Linked DNA regions of Anas platyrhynchos: region 2 is linked to region 1. A link is a contact called in public Hi-C data. All regions are on one chromosome and are shown on one strand. The core of a region is the stretch at or near the end of the contact, and the rest is flanking DNA. Distances in the headings are between cores, read along the strand shown. Region 1 has its middle 10 kb from the start of RUBCNL. Region 2 overlaps LRCH1 (leucine rich repeats and calponin homology domain containing 1).

What was found. A called contact is a pair of places that touch in the nucleus more often than the background predicts.
Region 2: a contact with region 1 is called in a Hi-C map of subcutaneous adipose tissue, with 2.8 times the contacts expected there. The contact joins two enhancer-like sites. A contact is called at or near these places in 2 of 8 Hi-C or Micro-C datasets (liver and subcutaneous adipose tissue).

Annotation. Positions count from the first base shown.
Region 1 is chr1:177,544,431-177,551,937 of IASCAAS_PekinDuck_T2T, forward strand. No RefSeq gene overlaps it. Among named protein-coding and RNA genes, the nearest start is that of RUBCNL, 10 kb to the left of the region's middle. Within about 2 kb of position 4,826, at least 1 of the 8 cell types and tissues checked has an H3K27ac peak or open chromatin away from gene starts, as enhancers often do.
Region 2 is chr1:177,646,979-177,654,587 of IASCAAS_PekinDuck_T2T, forward strand. It overlaps LRCH1 (leucine rich repeats and calponin homology domain containing 1), which reads left to right. Exons shown (of 19, transcript XR_011806421.1): 2 at 6,044-6,188. Among named protein-coding and RNA genes, the nearest start is that of LRCH1, 53 kb to the left of the region's middle. Within about 2 kb of position 3,028, at least 1 of the 8 cell types and tissues checked has an H3K27ac peak or open chromatin away from gene starts, as enhancers often do.

The DNA of each region.
Region 1 (7,507 bases), core at 3,576-6,075:
GGGAGTGAACTCAGTTCACTGGCTGCTTCGTGTGCTTTGGAAAGGGACGTAGCTGGTGAAACAAATGACCTTCCTGGCAGCAACACACTTGAGTAAGCAGCCCTGTGCCTCATTGTTTCAATGGCTTCTTCCATGACACAGTTTATGACTGTTGTTTTGGTATTTTCTCTGTTTAAATCGATTAAATCCATTAGAGAGCTGAGCCGTAACTCAAAATCATCACATGTCCCGTAAAAGGTAGAGTGCTTATTTTGGTGTATCACTGACTCTTCCTTTTAATTTCAGAGCTAAATGTCAGTGGATAAATATTTAACAGCAGCAGCCCTTTGCTTTTCTCCCTTAGATATCTCTTTCATCCTCCCTCAAATATCCGTATAATTCTGTTGCTACTTTGAGCAGGTCAGAATAAATTTCCACATGTAATTTTTCTTTCAAAAACACCTTCTGTCAAAACAAAAGGATTTCCATGAAATCCTGGCATTTTTGCCAACAATTTAGTTGTCTTTGTTGTTGTTGTTGAAAGGAGGAGAATGACAAGGAGCATCTCAATTTCGATTTGGTAACATTGAGATAGCAAATTAGGTACTACGATACAGAACAGAACATCAAATTATTTTATTTTTTCTGTTACTGCATAAATGAGAATATCAGCTGTTTCTAATATCACCAATTGAGACTGCATTGCTTTTCCAAGGTATTAAAACCAGCTGTTTTTTAGGTCAAGTCTGTAGCTGAAAAATTTTGCTGAAATATTATACAGGCACAATTTAAGTGAAAAAAAATCCTACCTTGTATATAGTTTATATCAGTAGAACCAAATCCTAGTACGCAGCACCTCTTTTAGATGCTAAAAATTACAAAACTGCTTACATACTGACCTGAAGCAAACTAAATTTCAGAAATTCCTGCAAATCCAAAATGCTCTATTTTGATCACCTGGCATTAAAAAAGATCTTCAATGAGTCCATAGGTCCTGCTGTAATTTTTAACCTTATTTTGTTCTCTCTGAGTTAGGGAAAATGTATTTTTGACAGCTGAACAAATGAGCTTTTATGAAGTTTCTAGTTAAGATTCCTATGGACTGACAGATTATTTGCAAGAGCATCTCTGAGCAAAGGAGATGCCCAAATGTGCAAATTCTCACTTTTCAGCCCAATCTGATCTAACAGCTCACTGCTGTCAAAGGGAAACCATCTCCCTCAATGATAAATAGCTGTCTATCTCTTGGGTTAGGGACTTGAACTGGCAGAGGCAGATGTCTGAGAAGACCTGTCACAGTGAAAATGGGAGGAAGCGTGGCCTTGGGAGGTGCAAAATGAGAGAGGTGTAGGGGAGGAAAAGTGAAAAGCATCACCCATTTTAGTGTCCAGAGGTTTCAGATTAGCCCAGCTGTGGTATATATTTTTACTCTGAGCATTGACGCAGTGAATCTTGCTAGATTTTATTGCCATCTTCCCTAGCACTCTCCACGGCTGCTTCAAGGTGCCTTTCTGGGCAGCTTTCCAAAACCACCAGCAGAAACCTGTGCTAGCAGGACTTCAGCTGGCAACGTCCTTTAGTCCAGATAAAATCTAAAGTGCCCGTAAGACGTAGGACAACTGGTTATGGGGAAGGCAATTTCTTTCACAATACAGAGGAGAGGATCCAGGTTTCTACGTAATTACTTGTCAATTAGACACCAATTTGTAAATCCACAGTGGGCGGTGGGTGGCAGAAGCTGGAGTAGTAAAATACCAGGTGTGCCCAGGTTGCCAGATGAATTTGGGTTGAAGCTGTTCACAGGTACAGACTTGTCAGTGAGCTTCGCTGTGTGCACACAAGCACGGAGTTTATCGTAGCTCTGCAGTCTGCTGGAAACAGACCTTAATTGGATCCAAACTCTTATTAATAAGATCTGTGCAAAGGGTGAAAAGCCAAACCAAATCAACTCTTCAGTTCCCAGCATCAGCCAACAGCTAGTCTTGCAATGGGTTTCATCTCATTGGGTCTGGGGAACATATGTCAATAAAAATGTATAAGGAACATCTGATAACTCTTCAAGGGGCAACTTAATTCCAAATATGTGCCTTGCAGCCTGGTTCTCTGCTTCGTTGCACTAGCTTAGCACGTGTATAGTCCTACTGAGAAAACTAGACCTATAGATGTTGTAGTACCGCAAAGGGAAGCCACTAAATAGGGAAGAAAGCTTTGTGAAGGAGTGCTTGAGGTTGTGATATTTTTTGAACATTTAACATCTAGAATGCATGAATTATGTTGGAAATTGGGCCACTGGTTGTATCTAAATGGCTTGAGTTGAGTGAAATTTTGGATAATTCTTAAAAATCAGTTCATGGTGAAGGTAAATTATTTCAGTAGATAATGAAAGCTGTTTACTGGGAAGGGAGAGGACATCACCTTTCTATGCAGGCCTGATAATAGAGGCACTGTTACATTTGAAATTTAGGGGTGTGTCCTCTAAAATGATCTGTTAATAGCTACTAAGAAGCTTCAAATTTTGGAATAAGCAAGGATGGAAGGAAGGACAAGTTTCCTTGCTCGTTAGGACAACTGACATTAGATAGAGATAAAGCAGGCAACCTTCTGGATTTGCAGTCTTTTATCAGCTCTGAGAAATATGCTGCAAACGCAGTGACTATGTTAACCACAAGGAGGTTTGTGTCAATACCTGTGAATTAACAACTTATTAGCATATGGGTAGCCGTATTTGAAAAAGTCTTGTTTTTATTTGTCTGTCCATCTCAACAGCTGAAAAAAAAAACAAGAGTCACAGTCATACCTTGTGAAAATTTTAAAGATTAATAATTGACTTTTGCTCTACAGAAAACTCGTTGGGAACTGAAGAAAATGCTACATTTCACTGATGGGGAAGCAAAGAGCTGGGTTTTCTGAAAGAGGCAGTGTTCTTGTGTCTGGTTCTTAGAGAAAGCTGAAGGTTTGGTGGATTCAATTCCTTCCTCATTGGGAGGGTTCTCACACACAGAGCACGTAGCTTCGAGTGCCTCAGGCACCAGGTTCAGGGTTGCTTGGATGTGCTCATGTTCGGTCTCCTTCTAGCTGAAGATGCCACATAAAACAAAAAAGTCATTGAAAACCCCAAAAGAGATCAAGCTGAGGCTGTAGATTAGTTGTCAGGACATTCGTGTGAGGGTGCGGGGACAGGGAGACAGCCCTTAATTTGAACCATGCTCAGCACAAAGTGCCTTTGACAGGAAATCCAGTCTCAGAGGTGTGATGGTCTACTGTATGTGAACTTAATGACTGAACAGAAGAGAAACACCAGACACCCTTGGTTAACTGAAGAAGCATTAATCTGACAACAAAGGATCCAGCATTCAGCAATGGATTTGGTGAAAACTAATGACAGGACCTGTTTGGTCATGTCTGTCTATTTTATTTCTATTTATTTCTATTTTATCTTCATTTGTAATGGTGACCCATTAGGACAGCTGCCTCTCTTCTTACATCTTTCCCTCTCTGTCTCATTTCAGTTCTGATTTTTTTTTTTTTCCTTCCTGATTATGTCTGTAGGGCCTTTGAAATGTTCTGATGTGCAAACATCCTTTTTTCAAAGGAGCACTAAACTTCTGTGGTGGATGGAAGTCTGCTGTCCATACCATTGCTTTTCTTAGTTACTTTTCGAAACTCAAATAGTCCACAGAGCCCTCATAGAAAATCAGTGTTCTAATTTGAGTGCAGAGATCTTGATTATTTATAGATGACCCTAGATACATGACTTAGTTATGAGGAGAGAAGGTATTGGGTTTTGTTATGACTTCAGTAGCCACTGAAAACCTTGAAGCTGGATGAAACCCCAGCAGGTGGCTTTGCTGCTTGAAGAGACGAGTGTGGCAGTGGTTGTCAGAAACACAGGAGGATTGCATGGGTCACCAAACATCCCTGAAATGCACTCACGAAACCACACACCCTTCTAAACGCAAGAGTGATGATGATGAAAAATTGTCAATAGGCAGGGCTGACGAAACAGAGAAGCACTGAATCTTCAGAAATCACTTGTGTATGCGGAGGTTATTCCAAATGGAAAACATAGATATCCTTTCTTGCAATCTTGCAGGCACCAAGCCAAGGTATGGTTCTGCTCTCAATGAAATCAGTGGAAATTTTTTCTCTACTTGAATACCACAAGTAAATGCAGGGTTTGTTCTTTTGCTTCAGGCATACAGCATTTGTTACATCCTCTTTTTCCCTTTTTCTATTTACTTTCTATTCTCCATTTAAGTGATTTATATTTGTTTTCTTTCTTCCCTTTGCTTGACATTTTGATTCCTTTTTATAAAAGCTAATGACATATGGGAACATACAAAAGAGTCGTTCTGACTTCATGGGATTGGAGCCTTGGGTTACAAGCCTTGCCGTGCTGAATGAAGTAACTATTCTGCAGCGTGCCACCGAGGCCGGCGTTGGAGAGCAGTTTGGTAATCCCACTTGTGGCCAAGGCTTCCTGCTATTTTGGTACTTCTGCAGTGGTAAACCAGCTGCTGCAGACCAGCATCTCAGCGAATTAAGTTGAAGTAGATCTACATTGAGATAAAAGAGACCAGTGCTGCGTTTAGCTCTGAGGGAACCAGGAAGGACCGAGGGGGTTGTGTAGAGGTGCTGGGTTTTTACACCTCCATGGGTTCTGAGTGCTAACAGGCCTTAGGTGTTGATCAGCCTTGCCAGGAACCCCTGTCCTGGGCCCAAAGGTTGACCTAAACCAGACTTATGACCTTGAATTTGTCCAAAGATCCCCACTCCACTGGTTACCATCACCAAGTCTGCTCAGCTCCCTGTTGTGTGCTGTGAGGCCATGGCTGTGCAGCCTGGGCCTAGGTCAGCCCTTGCTCCTGGCTCATCCTCCATGGTAAAACCCCATTCCTGTGGCTCCATGACTGATATCTCAGGATGTCTTGAGCCATGGGACAAATGCTGTGGGACCTGGCCCTGGGGTATGCCAGATACCCCCCCCATCTAGTTCCTCCCCAGCCCCAAGGTAGTCCCTAAACCATGGTCAGCCTACAGAGCAGGCCACAGCCCTGCCATCTTCTCTTATCCCCTCTGAGAGGCCAGTCCTAGCTCTCCCAGCCCCATAGTGGGATCCAGGCAGGGCTTTAGAAGTCAGATGTGGCTAATCTTTATCACCTGTGGATAATATTTATCACCTACCAGGGGTCTATGCAGCAGCTCAGTGGTAGTAGTCTTCCAGGTCCTGGGGATGGCCCAACACAGTGATGTGTTGCTCCCTGTGTAGGGCACTATGACCCCTTCTTCCAGAACCATAGAACTATTTATTTTTTTATTTTGGTCTGATAAGCATCTGGCTTTTTCCAGCTGAGACCAACACAGTTGTCGTTGATGGTCATAGGCATAAAAGCATAGCCCATACGTTCCCTGGGAACTAAAGCCATCATGCAATGCTAAATTGTTCACTGTATCAACTGAGACTCTGAATGAAGGAAATAACTGGTAATAATTAATAATGAAGGCACTGGCAGCAACATGGGTTTCTTGTTATGGAGGTAGATGAGCACAGAAACCCCCAATCAATTCTCAGCATTGCTTAGCAGCAGTGAGATACGTGGTAATAACTGAGCAAAGAACGTGCTAGATTTATTGAATTGATACTTAAGGTGTTTTAGGCATTTATATCAGTGAAAGGAGGAATTAACCTTTGAATAATATATTTTAAAAAAGGATAGGTACTTAGATTAAGATTTCCAGTTACTGCTTTCCCAGAAAAAAAATAATAAATCAAAACACACACTAAAGAAAAAGGGACGATGAGTTCTCCAGAATGTTTTCTGTTCCATTTCTTGGCAAGACCTACTTTGTACAGGTCAACTGACTTAGGTGATCTAATCAATCTGTGGAATAAAATGTGCTGGGATCCGGATAATAGAAAGTATGCCACAGTTTCCAGGTTTATTTAGGAAAAGTACTAGCTTAATTAGAAGTCACATGGAGGGTTGGAGGGCCTTGATGTTGTACCTTGCTTGACCTGCTGCAGGTAATTTGGTTGCAGCTGCAGCATGCCTGCTGTCCAAGGAATTAGAGTGAAGTCATTAGACCAGGCATGTAAAAAAAAAACATTGCACATAAGTACTGACAAAAAGTCACAGAGATTTTCTTTGTTTCTTGTGTGGTGTTGAGGAGAGGATAGTGTCATTTTTTGGGTAGCTCCAAGCACAATCCAATTTCTTTCACCATTATCAAGAAGACAGTTTATAAGTCTACAGAAAAGCCAGGGGTAATTCATGCTAGAAGTAGAATAGCTATATGTAGAAGAATCCCTCTGCTTTTGCTATATTTCTTCAGTTCCCCAATTTGACAGGCTGTCTGAAATAACTTCTACTTGTTGGTGGAAGGCAGCAGCAGTAAAATATTCATTATACCCAGGAGTAGTTGCAGGCACATCTCTAAACTAAATTTACATCCTCAGCTCCTCAGCTGGGCGGGTCATATGTCCCTTTTGAAGCCAGTGATGCCACCTTCTGGGAAGGGAGGGAAGAAAGAGAGAGAGATGACCATGTTAGCCGCAGATGAGATGGGTTTAAGGCATCACAGAGTGGTTGGTTCTTATTTCATGCTCTGGTTGCTTTGGTGGGCACATGGGTGGCAATGCACGGTTGTGGGATCTGGCTCCGTGCCATGTCTGTGCACCAACTTCCCAAAATTGAAGTTTCGAATTTGAGAAAGGGGAAACATCTATGGAGAAATCCTCATACAGGCTTCTTTGTTGATAGGTTATTAAATAATGGCAAGTGCTCTTAATACCAGTGGACATTGTATACTAATTTCCCCTGGAGTGATTACTGGAATTCAGATCCTGATCGTGCTTTTGTTATTGTTATATAGCCACCCGTGCCTGGCGAGCAGATGGATGAAGCTGTGCTGGGATGCTGGAAATTGCAGAGTAGACTTATATTGTGTTTACCATGTTAAAATGCTCTGAAATACAGACAACTGGAGTATAAACCCATCTTCCTCACATCGGATGGCAGGAGGAAAATCCGAAAGGCTTTGGCAAGTTCATGAAGGCAGCACACTATCAGCAGGGACTCCAGTGAAAGCTCTTTGGGTTATTCTCATGCCACAGGACAACAGCCAAAGACAGCAGCAGCTTCCCCGTCAAAGAGGTTTTGCAGAGCTGGGGTTTGCTTTAGGAGTGCCCAGCAGAGGGAGGCAGAGCCCAACGCTACCGCACTGGTCCTTAACAGACGAGTGGAGCATCCCTGATGCGTGAACGAACAACTTCAGCTCCTCAAAGCCCGGCCGAAACCAAAGCCGTCTCCGTCAGCTCCAGCATTTTGAGGTGTGTCCTTCTCCATCAGAAGTAATCCATGTAAAGAAAGCGTGTGATAGAGCCGGGGCTGGTGATGCTCCAGCATGTCTGACAAACCAACCTGTCCTCCAAATACAGAGCAAGCCAAGTGGGCCAGGACCCTTGGGTCTGTTTATTTTTCCAAATCCAATAAGTGAAAAAGAGAGAGATGTTTGCATAACCAGTGTC
Region 2 (7,609 bases), core at 1,778-4,277, 100 kb after region 1:
GCATTAATGGGAATTTCCCAGTGGAAGGCATTGGCTTACAAAGGAAGCAGATTTAATAAAGGAGATCTTTGGCTGAGATGACGGGTTTGTAATAGAAGGCACTATAGTAAGTCCTTGCAGGGATCTGCTACCATCTTAGGGATGCGGTATTATAATATTAATATTTAATTAAATTCACATTTTTGTTTCAGATTTTTCTTCCCCAGTAGGTGGGATTAGCAGCTTGTCTGAAAGGAGTTGTGTGATTTCGTACACACACAATTTACAGCTTTTTTAAGTTGATGGAAGCTGTGGTCATTGTTCTTCCAGAAAAGAGCTTCAGAATCCAAGTTTTACACCTCTGTGAAGTCTAATGTTACCTGGAAGTCCCCGTACAACTGAAATATTTGGTACAGATGTTCAGATGGCTAGCTCATGATGCAAACACTTCAGTTTCTGTTCTTCCAGTGCTCTCCATTCAGCAACCTCCTTTAAAACAAATGAAGAAAGAGCAGGTTCTTCAAGCTTTTAAACTGGGCAAACATTTCTTACTGCTGCTGTGTCTGAGAAAACAGCTGAAATATTTAAGTCCAGCTGAGGCTAATTAGTACAATCATGGAATGATAAATCCATTGATGCTTCTCGGGGTTGGCTGTTTATTAAGGAGTGTGAAAATTAATGGCTTGCATCCTCTCCGGTGCGGAAGGTGTGGGAGAAGGAGGAATGCTTCATGGCCCAGGAACTGAGTTTCATACCATGTTATTAAAGGTCATTCTGTTGATGGAAGGTGTTTGCTGGCTGGCATTTTTTTTCTCTCTTGAGGTACAGGTGTTTGGGTCCCAAATGTGTTAACACCTTCACAGGGATCCGCAGGAAGGACCCAGTGGTTATGGAACCCAGGAACCATATTTTTTTTTGCCAATCTTAACCCTAAACTGTTGTCCTAATGATGAAGAAATACCAGATAAAGCAGAAACGTAAATGCTTTATGTTGCTGCCTAAAGCCAGGTGTGCTGGGCAGTACGGTAAGTACGATAATGAGGCAGACTGCTGTAGGTAGTAACCTCCTCTTTCTTCGTCCTGGCTTGTGATGGTTTACTGAGGGCATCTCTTGCAGAAAAATTTCCTTTGCCTCCTTTGAATTGGAGTGTGCCACAGCACTAACAATGAGAACATGCTTCAACACAGCTGTCAGCAAGTTATTGCTACCCTTTTTCTCTCCCCTTCCCTCACCCCTGAAGTTTGTGCTCAGGTTTAGCTTCTGGGAGAGCTGTTGGATTGCTTCCGGGCAATCAGTGTGCTACCTGAAAAGAATTGTAGGATTGCACTTGGCTTACATTTGCTCTACTGGGTGGTTACAGGGCACAGTGGTAAAGCAAGCCCTATATTCCCTAATGGTGTGGCAGATGAAATACAGTGGAGTGGCAGGTGAGGATCTCTGAGGAGGAATGATCGAGTTTGTAAGCATCGTCTTTGTTGAGTCTATCATCTGACGTTAATTGAGAGACATTTTAAGGCTGCTTTTGCCTTAAATAGGCCAAGTGCAGCTACTGCTGTAACTACAGAGAGCTCGCAGATACCTCAGGTTGTTGCATCGACTGAAAGAAGCTTGGAGGAAACGCTTCAATGTGACTATTTCAGAAGGGTTGGTTTTGTGTGTGTGTTTTTTCTCAACCTCTCCTTAGTATTTGTGTTTGTTTCCTTGACCTCCATTGTCTTTGCTTCCTGCAGTTGTGACAAGTAAACTCATTTGTTATACTCTGAAAACCCTTGTGAGAAATAGGTCCATGGAAACGTCGGGGGTTTGTAAGGCTTTGCATAGGTGTCTTCCTATTTCTGCCCTTCTCATTCCTCATCGATGGTCTCGAGAAACCCTGCTACAGGGTGTTGGCCAAGTCTGAGATCAGGACTCCCTCTTGTGGTACCAGCTCTGCCAGGCTCACAATGTGATTCTTTCTCAATGTTGGTTTCCTTCGCTCCTGTTCCTACTGCCTCTAAAAGCCTTGATTTAGGGCCTTGTTGGTGACTGGCGGATGTATGATTATATTACAATTGCTACATTTGATATGTACTAAATTGAGTTCATTGTGATCATCGATAACGCTGATAAAGTAGAGCTGTGTGTTTTGTATCCCTACAGGTAGCTCTTGAATTTGCCCATGTATTTTAATGTTATGTCAAGATGTGGAATAGGGAAGAATTGCAGAATTCATCCACACAGCTGCCAAGGAGAAACACTTGATATATTAAATCATATCAATAGTAAGGAAAAGCACATCAATGTTCACTTTGGTTTTGCTTTAAGGGGCATTCTTTGTCTTCTCTTATTTCTTCTTCTGTCTGCTAAATAACTTGAGCAGACACGTCTCTTAGTTAAGAAATGCCATGCGCTCACTGTGCTCTAATTATCACGAACAAACCAGAATGCATCAGGCACCAGAGGTCTCTGCTCCCACTTTGTTGTGTGTGTGGCATCACTGGCAGTGGGAGTTGCTGGCTGCACGTCCAGAACATTATTCATCAATGCTCTCTGACAGATAGAGTCAAGTAAGTGGGACAAGGTGTGCTGCTCTGCTGAGTAACAGCAAGTTGAAGGGCATCTGTTAGAGGTATACCGCATTTTGTTAGTTGTGAAAACACTAACATAAATATATATGACTTTGGGACAACCATTTAGGTGGAGGAAAAAACTAGAAGGAAGCAATTGCTTGCTACAAAGCATTGACTATTTGATTCTGAGGGGCACGAGGTCAGTGATAATAGAGCACTTGCCTTCCCTGCCAAGGCAAGTATACTTGTGTTAACTAGTGTTAGCCTGGCCACTTGGTGAATGCAGTTTGGTTTGCAGTGGCAGAGTGGTCTATACTCTGTATGTATGCTCTGTCTGTATGGTTGGTTTAAATGCTGTTTGGGGTGTTGGTAATCAGCTTGTAGACTGCTGTCACAACAGTGGTAGGCAGCAGTGGGATTTCATTGTGGCAGGCGCTTTTGGAGCTGCAGGAATTGGAAAGGTTTGTCCTGAGGATGGATCAGTCATCGTTGCCCAGCAGTGTGCCATGCCAGGTAGCCAAACACTGCTCAGAGCCTGCTGCTGGTAGGAAATTTCTGCTTTTTGTTGTTCACTCTCTGCTAAGGAAGCTCTTGTTTTGGGTAGCTCCTGTCCAGCTTCCAGCGTAGTAATGCTCTTGTACAAAAACAGTGCCATTGCTCCAGAATTGTGCTGATTCTTCAAAAGATCAGGCTTCCATCTCATATTTTTCTAAGCTGGCTTGCTTACTTTGCATTCCATTCTTTATTTTGGAGTTTTAACGAACTTGTTCTTGGCAGTATAAAATGGGATGAAGCCAGATTCAGTTTGAAATGCCTTTGTGGCATAAATAATGAATGAATAGTGTATTCCATTTAAAACACAGAAAGCTTGCTCTGGTGCCCTCCCTGCCACTGGGATATTTGCCTGTGTTTGTGCTGCCTGCTTCACAACAGAATTACAGGAAACAGTCACCTCGGGTTAAGCCCATATATAGTTCCTTAGTAACCCTAAAATAGTGTTTCTGCCATAATGGATTTGTTTCTTTGTTAGATCTCCTATTTATTAAAGGCGATAATCAGTTAAAAGGCTAAACTCTATCAACCCTACCTCTCTATTCCTTTCTATTTCTGTAGCAAAGTTAGTCTCTGCAGTAATTTAATGATTTTTAATTCCCCTGAGGCACTATTTTTCAAATTAATGATTTAACAGATGTTTTATTCTAGAACTTAAATATCAGAATATACCTGAAGTGTACATACAGGTTGTCAGGTGCAGTAATGAAACAAGGTGCAAAAGTACTTTGGTATAAGTAATATCAAAATAATTATGTAACTTTCAGAGGTTTCTGTACGTGTTTGCATATACGAGGTACAGTATGAAGCTGATATGCAGACTGCTCTCCTTACTGTTGAGTTTTTAAGGCATGCACTTGTCATTACAGATTTTTTAGGGGCATCTGAAAGCTGCTAGGCTTTCTTCACAGCTGCATCATGTTTTGAGGTTTACATTCATTTTGTGATTGAATAAAAGCCATCCTTTCTTTTGTCTTTTTTTTTTTTTTTTTTTACCCTTCATCCATTTGAGCAGGAAAGTCTGTTTTTTGGCCAAAAAAAAAAATCATTTAAAAAATGATGGTATCATACCGATTCCATTCCTGTACCCCATTTCTCAGAGACGGTCAGATATGGTATTTGATACATCTTAAATAAAAATAAAATTAATTCTGTTAGCAAAACTCTGCTTTTTAAGTTACACTGTATTAAATAAAACGTACAGTTTTGATTCTTCTGCTTTACTATGGATTGAACTTCTTAATGTTATTTAGGAAGCAGCAGTAGATATAACAGTGTTGAAATGATCGTAATCTTTGATAACTAGACAATAATAAATAATTGACTTCCATTGTTGGAAGTTAATTGAATTCCTTTTTTGTATACATGTTGTGTCCAATAACCCGCTGTCCTGAGGATAACAGGGAGGATTTTCTGTTATCATCTGTGGCTTCTTTGTTTTGTCCTTCTTCAGATTACCAGAGCTAAAGCCCTTGAGAACTGAGGATAACAATAAAAACAATCAAAGAAAGGATAGTATTAAAATAGCAATAAATGATTTTGCTGTGCTTGTGATGCCTCTTAGAGGCACGGGCTGGGTTTCGTTGCTGTTCCACTTCTCTGAGGTACTAGAATTTTCCATGGCCAAGTGGCATGTGGTGGCATGGTCCCTTTTACTCCGTGTGGAGGTCAACGAGAGCAGGCCTAAAGCTGGGGTCCAAGTGATAGATAGCCTGCAGTCCTAACAGCGTGGGGAGTAGCAACATTTCTGTTTTAACCAAACTTTGTGTGTGTCACTGTGGAAGGAGCAGTCAAGGCCCAGGGGTCACTCTCCACCTGCCACCCAGGCCCACAGAGAGGCCTAGGGCTGAGTTTCGGTTCCCTCTTCCCAACCTTCCTGCCCCTTCCCCACTGTGTGAGGAAATGAGAGCGGTGATGCAGGGATGTCACCGCAGAAGCTCCTTTAAAAAAAAAAAAGGGGGGAAGGGTTTTTTTCAAGTTGAATTGTGGAATCTCAAGGTGAATAATTTTGGCTGAGGTGCCCAGTTCAACCACGTTGCCATCTGAGTCAGCAGGGCTGCACTGCCTTAGTTCCCTCCTTGGCCATTGCTGTCATCCTGGTCGGGTTTGGAATAGAGACCAGCTTTGTGGTGGCAGCGATGAAATGGAGCAAGGTGGAGGCTGACAAGGGGAATTGAGAGTACTGAAGTTCAGCTTGCATTGCAGGAGACAGGAACAAAACCAAAAATGATAAAACCTTCCTACTGGTGATGCTTTTGAGCTCAAGCCATGTCTCTATGCAGCAAGCTGAGCCTGACACGGCAAAGAAAGTTAAGATCTTCAGGTTTTTGACAATTTTTTCACAAAAGCCAAACTGCTTCATGGTCCTAAAGAGATGAGTCAGATCATTGGCATTCTGGAAATGTATCTACTAAATTATGGTTGGTTTCCCCACCTTACAGTCTAAGACGGTCAGCTTCAAAATAAGCATTGGAGGATCAGGGAGGAGGCTTAACCAGCAGCAGCAAAGATGTGAAATCATCAAATTGCGTTTTCCTCGTATCCTTTCCCTCAAACACCTGCCAAACCCCTTTAAAAACAAACTAGAGATACAGTTGTTGTTTTCGCTTTTATCTAAATGCTATCATTTGCACATAACTATCTGTATTGGTCTTGAGATATGTTATATGAGTTTCACTTGGTTGTGGATTCAAGTATTTTCTCAGTGTATTGAGGCCTGCAAGTAATTATTTTTTATTAGACCGAATAACTTTTAATTGAATTTTTGCTTTTTATACAGTCTGTTCCATTTTCTTGATTTTAAAAGTTAAGATTAGTTTTATTTTGTATAATAAAGCACTGGCTTAACTTGCTGTCTGACTGTAGGATTACATTTATTCACTTTTTTTTTTAATAATTACAGTTTGTTCAAAGTAATATTTCTGATGGTTCAAAAAAGTATCTTCTCTTTCTCTCTTTATAGATCTATCCAAGAACAGATTAACGGAGGTTCCTACGGAGTTGTGCCATTTTGTGTCACTGGAAACACTAAATCTATACCACAATTGTATTAAAGTTATACCAGATGCAATAGTGAATTTACAAATGCTAACTTACTTAAATTTGAGGTAAGTTTAAGTTTACCATACTCTCTGTTTATTTGCAAATGTGTAAAGACTTGTTTGTATGCACTTTGTGTTCCTGGAACAATTGACTGCATTTTTCATTTTATTGCAAGCAGTAATGCAAAAATTCATTGCCTGTAGATATAGTTCCATATGAAGGCAATGTAAAATCTAAAACTAATTATTTAAGGAATGACCGAGTAACATTAATCCTTTTCTTTCCCTTATTCTAGCAAATTGAGAATGCTAATCGTATCAGCATGGTCAGATTCTTTTCATTCCCTTCTGATGATAAATTTTATAAAGTTTGGTATGGGTTTTTTTTGTAGTTAGAGAGATGGAGGGACAGAGGATCAATATTTTCTTCATGGGGGATAGAGAGGAAAATCATGATTTTATTACTTATATCCTCTTATTATGCAAGATACATAATTAATGCCTTTTTTTTAGGAAAAAGGGACAAAAAATTAAGCACCTTTGTCTCTTTTCTGGGAAAGCTGTGTGTGGATGCTAATCCATATTGAGGATTTCTATTGCTTTAAATGCAGTTGAATGCATATTTCCTCTTGTGAGAGGATGTGTCAGCACTTTCTCAGCTGGGACAAGATGTGGAGGTTTGATTGCAGTTGGATATGTAAAAACTGTAATAGTGAAGATATTACTATCTTGTATTTGAGAATGAGGTTGAACAAGGGGGCGAAGTGGTTCTTGTGCTTTTAAATCCAAGGTATGAAGGCTTGGTCTTCAGTCTTGTAAACACTGAGCATATTTCTCAAGCCCTCCTGTGTGAATTACTACTGTACTGCAGTTTTGGCTACCATGGAACGCTAATTTTGATTTAAATAACTGAAATAGAATAATGTGTCCTGAGTATTTGCACACATGTAAAGAATACGGCACATGTAATTTTGAAGTGGTATTACAGTTGGATACAAAAAAAAAAAATTAAGACTGGATGAAATCAAGTTTGCTTACGTCACCTTGGTAAACATGGGAATTAGAGTGAATTAACTCAGTGTATTAATGGAATTTATGTAAAGTGCCACAAATCCAGAATACTTAGAATTGATATTGTGTATCGCAGTAAATTAGACAATTTAAACAAATGGAAAATTTTCATGTTTTACTAGGTAATTTCTCTCTGCTTAAAATCTCCTTAAATAGTTTTCCTTTGGACACGGCCTTCCCATATATTAGGAAGGCTGACAGTAAGCAGTCTGTAGAAGAGAGTACAATATCCTTGACTTTCTAACTATGTTGCTTCTTGGCAAGAAAACATGATGAATTTAAAATGAATATTTTTATGTGGTACCAGGAGAATATGTATGTTAAATAGAATTAGGAAGTGATGCCAAGAGATGTGTATAGGTTTGGGACCTTGGTGGATACTATTTATGTTTTATTTAAGGGAATTCCTTTTATAC